Regions from separate parts of the Sus scrofa genome. Here region 1 is linked to region 2. A link is a contact called in public promoter capture Hi-C data. All regions are on one chromosome and are shown on one strand. Each heading gives the region's core, a stretch centred on a gene start, on an enhancer-like site or on the middle of the called end of the contact. The rest is flanking DNA. Distances are from core to core; before and after follow the strand shown.

Region 1 (3,199 bases), core at 15-2,514, 150 kb after region 2:
TTCATTTGTGCAGAAATGTCACATGCTCCCAGGGGTCCTGCAGCCTGTTAGTTCTGGGACTAGAAACTGGAGTCTCCCACACCACTCCTACGTCCTTTTCATCAAGTGGCCTCTTTACTGGTGGAGATGGGGATGGGACGCTGAGAGAGGAGCCACCATCCAGGAAGGCAGGCCACCCCTCTAGGCGCAATTTCCTGGGAGTAAACCAGGCACATTTCCTTTGTCTTCAGTGCCCTGGCTACCTCCATGCTAATCCTAACTTGAGTGAATCTAAAAGCAGCAAGAGTAGAACTAGCTACCATTTATTTAGCATGTAGTGTGTGCCAGGCAAGAGCTTGTCATTATTGCTAATCCTCACAACGCCCTAGCAAGGTAGGTGTATTATCTGCATTCTGTATAAGTAAAGATCTTTATGATTCTAGACTGTGTAGGTAAGCTTGCCCAGATGGCACAGCTGATGGGTACAGAAGTAAGGATTCAGTCAGCATCTTTCTACTCCAGATCACTGCCTTAGAGGCCCTTAGCCATACTCCAGGCCCCTCTAGCTCTGAGCCACACTGCCTGGCTGGAAATCCTGGCTCTACCGCTTAATAACAATGTGACATTGAGCAAGTCAGTTAACCTCTCTGGGCCTCAGTTCCTTTATCTGTTCAGTGGAGATAATAGCAAAAGGGTCGTTATGAAGATTAAATGAGTTAATATTTGTAAAGCACTTTGAACAGTTGCCCAGCACATAAAAAGTGCTTTATACTTGTGTGTTTGTTAAACAAATAAATTTAATGTTCCCTGATAATCAGGAATAAGGGGCAGACACCCGTGAACTTATTGATATGAACAATCACAGACCCCTTGGCCTAGCACAGTAAAAATGACAATAATAATAAAAATAATAACACTGTTTTTTGAATTCTTTAGTATATACCGGATATTTTGAGAAAAAAATCTCACAGGGATAATCTCATTCAATATCCGTTAACAGCCCTATCGGGCAGAATCATTATCCCCATTGTGCAGAGGAGGAAATTGAGTCTCAAAGAAGTCAAATATCTGGTCCCTGGCCACACGGTTAAGCGACAGGCCAAGTGGGATTCAGACGCTAATTAGTCTGTCTCCAAGGTCCATTGACTTACCCACTGTGCACACAGCCAGTGTAGCGGCCAGAAGGGACCCAGAAACTAGGAGCTCAAAGGGCTGGAGCCTGGCCAGGCAGCGACCCGGGGAAGAGCGCGCTGGCGCGCACTGGCCAAAGACCCGGAAGAGCCGGGTGAGCGCCTTGGGCCGGCGCCCAGCCCTGCCCTCGCCTGAGGTCAGTCTTCTTCGACCGATCAGGGAGGAGACCGGAGGCTGAGCAGTCTGCTCGAGTGGGAATTCGGAGTCCCTGTAGGGCGGCAGGAACCGGGAAGAGGGGGAGAGCCTTCCCTCTCCGCCTCCCCACCAGGCCTGGAGAGCCCCCAGGTGAGCAGTGAACTTCTCACCCCGCCGCGCTGGCGGGGTTCTTGCTGCATTATGGTGCCCTCCGCTGGTCAATCTCGGAACAGCCTCCGTGCCTCAGCTCCTATGCCAGCTTCCTGGCGGAAAAACCTGGGAAGCAAATGGAGGTGGGGGAGCTCATTTATTCGAAATATTTAATCATGTTTTAAAATTAAGAAGAAAAAATATAAATGTAACAGGGTCAGTGTAGTCTCATCTCTCACTTCTTACCCAAGTTAGCAAGAATTTTTGACGCAGAAATTTTCCCCCAGGCTCTTTCTCCAGCTTGCCTAATCATAATCCTCTTGCTTGTTAAAAATACACACTTCTAGACTGGACCACACTTCTAGACTGGACCAAATATCCAAGGGGGTGGCCTTGGAATATGTATTTTAACGGGACCCCCAGACAATGAATAGAATCAAACTAATTGAGGAAGCTCTGTTCTGGATGGCCCTGGTGCCCTCATAATACACCTGTCAATGCTACCTTTGCTGGGGAAGCCCTTGTCCTCACAAGGCCTGGAAGACTTGCAATGCCCTTTACAAGGAGAGGGCACTCAAGAGACACCTGACCTCAGAGTCTGCACTGCCCCCAGCTATGGGAACTTGGTTCCATCGTGCAGCCTCTCTATGGCTCTGATTCCTCCTTTGTAAAATGAAGTCAGTTCCCTACACTCACTGACTTATTGAATTAATGAGAACCTCCAAGAAATTGCTGGATGCTGAAGCATAGCTAGGCAAGTGTGCAGCTCTCAGTGGTGGGCTTGTTTATTATTTTTTTATTTTTCAGGGCCGCACCTGCAGCACTTGGAAGTTCCCCGGGGCCAGGGGTCAAATGCGAGCTGTACCCTACAGCATCAGCAACACCAGATCCAAGCTGCATCTACAACCTGAGCCACAACTTGCGGCATTACCAGATCCTTAACCCACTGAGGGAAGCCAGGGATCAAACCCATATCCTTGGAGACACTATGTCGGGTTCTTAACCCTCAGAGCCACAATGGGAACTCCTCAGTGGTGGCCTTGGAGTCAGTTCCTAATGGCTAGTGAGAGAGGATTGGCCAAATCTGAGGAATTTTTTAAGCCAGTTGTTAATCCTGTGGTGTAACTTGAAACCGACAAGGATGGGAGTAACTGTACCACAGAAATTGACAAATTATGTAAATTAGGGCTTTTTTTTCACCTGGAGAGCCAAATATCAGGTATTTAACAGCACACCACTGAAACCACTGAATGTATGGGATAGTCAGCTTCTTTTACATCAAGAGCCATTATGTAAATGAGGGGTCTGGGCCCAGCTGCAGGTCTGGACATTAGGAATTTTATCAAACCTTTCCTTCCCGACCCTCAACAACTGTTTGGCCATGACAGCTGCAGGACTCAAGGTTCAGCCTCTCAAGGAGCCTCAGGGATCTCTGCTTAGGGGCCAGCCCTGGTGGACATATCGGCCTTGAAGCCCCAGCTCACTGCCCCAGCAGAGCCTAAAGTCCTGAGGAGAATGAGAGGCCTGGAGGAGTGCCAGCTGCTACTTGCCCTGATCTTTCATTGCCAAGGTAGGGGTTCAAGGGAGGATTTGTGATGTTTGTGTGTCAGGAGAAGGGAACTGTGTTGCCATGGGCCTCCCTTGGACTTGGCAGTGAGATCTCAGTGGGTTAAGGATGTGGTGTTGCTGTGAGCTGTGGTGTAGGTCACAGACACAGCTTGAATCCTGCATTGCTGTAGCTCCA
Region 2 (2,909 bases), core at 24-2,523:
GTTTATCTCAAGACATTTAGATAAAGTCTACTAAAAATAAAATTTCCCAGCACTAAAAACATAGGTAGCATCTCAGCAGAGCAGGCAATTTTTCCCCATTAATATAATAAATGCCAATATTTGTAACCTCCAAAGCCCCAAATGTGTAAAATAGAGCCCCAAAAAGGAGGGAGTATGGACACATGGATCTGATACAAATCTAAACATGGAAAAAGACTGAGAAACAAGCCAGGCCAAAAAAAAAAAAAAAAATCTGAACTAAAAGTTTCTACATCAAAACATTTCTTAGTATACAGTTTGGTAAACTTTAGCTCTTAATAACAGCATTTATAGACTTTTCCTTCCCCAAATTCCTAATGCTCCACATCTGTTTGTGCCATGAGTAAGTACGGTAGATAATTTCCTGCTCTTGTTCCAGCCGAAGCCCATTCCTTCTTCCTAGGCCTCTCGGAGGTCATAGTAGCTCCTGGCCTTAGAAAGAAAGGCTTGGATTTGCTTTGTTTATAAGGCACAGGGATTTTATTTTATATCAGCTCAACATTCTATAAGGACCAAGAAAACTTCTTTCAACCCACGGACAGTTAGAATTTGTGCATTGTGGTAGGAAAAGAGCAAATTTCCCTTGGGTGTGTTTGTTCCACCTAACTGCTGATGATGCCTTTGCCTACCTGTACTCCATCTGAATTACACACTGACAGTGTGGGCCCAGCCCACGCCCTGAATGAGTGGTTTCCCTCAGCACAGAAGTTGAAAGTGATATGTACTTCTAAAATCCCTCAGAGCCCCAAGGAAACATAATAAGAGTTCCTGTCGTGTCCTTGGTGTGGCTGCTCCAGAACGCTCCCAATACATGGCCCTTAGGAAAGGGGGCAATGAGGTAGATCTGGCCAGGATTCCCAGGAGTCATACCCATTCTAGAGCCTTCCTCAGTTGTTCTAGAAGATGTTATTTAATCACTTGGGGCCAGGAGCAGAGACGTGATGTGTGATCCTGCAGCAAAGGTATCAGCTAACTACATGGGGTCTGCATCTGCTGTAGCCAGTGTGTTGCTGGGGCAAAAAGAGGGTGCAAGGGAGGAGCAGGCCCAACCCGAGATGCCCTTGGGGTTTAGGAGAAGGGAGGGTGCCCTTTCGGTTGTGACCTGACTCTTAAAAGAAATCTTCTGAAAGAATTCTTGAATGTAGTCTTGAGTTGAAGTCCAGGGTCCTGGGAGCCCTGGGGAAGAGAACAGAAGGATTGCAAAATGCATTCAGCACCCAATAATGTGAAGCCAGAAAACATCCAATCACAGCACTAGGAGGTTTGGCAAGAGGTATTTAGAGAACTCTCTGGGCTTTTCCATGGGTAGGGTCGACAGACTTTCTTTTGAGTGATTTCTGGCTCTGAGAACCCTCTTTACTCACTATAAAAGAACTTTATTTAAATGACCAATTTTGTCCCCCAGAAAAAGAAATTTTAGAAAGAGAAAAATGGGACACTAAAGGCAGAACCATGTGACTTGGTGTCAAACAAAAGGAAAGGGGCGCATCAGAATTTCAATAGGCTCCCTAATTTCACAGAAAAGCAAGGCAACCCAGTGCCTCTCGGTCTGGAGCATGTAAAGAGTGCTTGAGCTGACCTGCCATCAGGCTCCCCCTGTGCCAGAGGCAACCTCATGGGGGGAGCAGCGGCAGCTGCTTTCTCTTCTGTGTTTTCATGAAGAAAGGGCCTGTTCTCCTAGGTGCCCAGGAAGTAGATGACCCAGGGCAAACTTTCCAAAGCAGTCTCTACCCTGTGCTCAGACCACGTATGGCAACAGAAAAGGGGCACCTCGGAGGCGCTCTTGCCCTAGAGAGAGGATATTTTCATATTCCCAAGAGCTGTTTGTGTAGTTTGCATTTCAGATACTGCTTAAATCTCCCCAAGAAGGAAAGCTGTGATGACTCAGTGTTCCTGTAAGCACAAAGCCTGGAAATTACAAACCCAAAGCATCATTTCTGGCACTAGGTACTAAGACGATTAGCCTGACCAGAACACCCCAAAGATTTTTCTAAGTCTCTGAATATTTTTTTTCTTCTGGAACACCGAATCCATAGCGGTCAGCAGTACCCATTAACAGATCCCAGAAGATGGTGTGACACACTAGTGTCTGTTTCAATTCTTTCTAGAGTAAAGAGGTAGAAGATGAGGGCTACACAGGTTTCTTTTCAGGCCTGTGTGTTTTACTGAACGAGGGGTGAAAATGATGCCCTGAGTTGAAACAAGAAACATCACTTTTTCACACCGCTGGCCGAAATGCCTAGGTTCCAGTGGTTCTTCAGGCCCAGCCTATTGCTCCAAAAACCGAATACTTTCAGACTAAATCTAATCTGAAGTGACCTCAGTTAAAGTATTTTGGCAGGAAGCCACTTATAGTAAAGAATTACTGCCTTAAATCAGAAAGCCCAGGGAAGAGAATAGAAGATAGAGAAACTGTAAGGGTGTGAAGACATGGCCATTTCTTGCTTCTTAATGGTTATATTATCAAAAAAAATGAGCCCCACTCGTGACTGAAAATGATGGAAACAGTGACTTTGGGGGGAGGCACCAAACTTGTCCAGAACTGGCTACACTCAGGAAGTGGCTGCTATTTCCTGTCCTATCTCAGTGACATAGGTCTGGGCTGGATAGAAAACAGACATCCTATTAGCCAAATAGTGAGTTGCATAAGACAGGATCACAGGTGCCTAAGATGCCAGTTTTAATCATGTGCTTAACAGGGAGAACAATCTCAGCAAAAAGCTTTCTTTTCCTGTACAGTGTATATCTCTGAACTTTTTTTTTTTTTTCTCAGTTTCAGTGAGCATCTGGTTTATCTGGTGGTTCTTTGTTGAAATGCAAACTCACAACTTTCGAGTCTTCAGTGAAGGAGCACAGTCTGCAGATTGGAG

The links. Promoter capture Hi-C pulls out the DNA fragments that hold promoters and counts their contacts.
Region 1: a contact with region 2 is called in a promoter capture Hi-C map of liver, with 3 times the contacts expected there. The contact joins the promoter of TIGIT here to the enhancer-like site in region 2. A contact is called at or near these places in 1 of 5 promoter capture datasets (liver), 5 of 47 Hi-C or Micro-C datasets (embryonic fibroblasts, fetal skeletal muscle, heart right ventricle and 2 more) and 1 of 2 datasets of contacts at active chromatin or transcription factors (skeletal muscle).

Annotation. Positions count from the first base shown.
Region 1 is chr13:145,797,760-145,800,958 of Sscrofa11.1, forward strand. TIGIT (T-cell immunoreceptor with Ig and ITIM domains) reads right to left here and starts at 1,265. Exons shown (of 7, transcript XM_003358804.4): 1 at 1,131-1,265. All of the region lies in intron 4 of DRD3 (D(3) dopamine receptor), which reads left to right.
Region 2 is chr13:145,647,833-145,650,741 of Sscrofa11.1, forward strand. ZBTB20 (zinc finger and BTB domain-containing protein 20) reads left to right here. Exons shown (of 10, transcript XM_021071270.1): 10 at 1-2,909. Among named protein-coding and RNA genes, the nearest start is that of DRD3, 120 kb to the right of the region's middle. Within about 2 kb of position 1,274, at least 17 of the 83 cell types and tissues checked have an H3K27ac peak or open chromatin away from gene starts, as enhancers often do. A contact at or near this core is called in liver, retroperitoneal adipose tissue and subcutaneous adipose tissue, where this site is marked.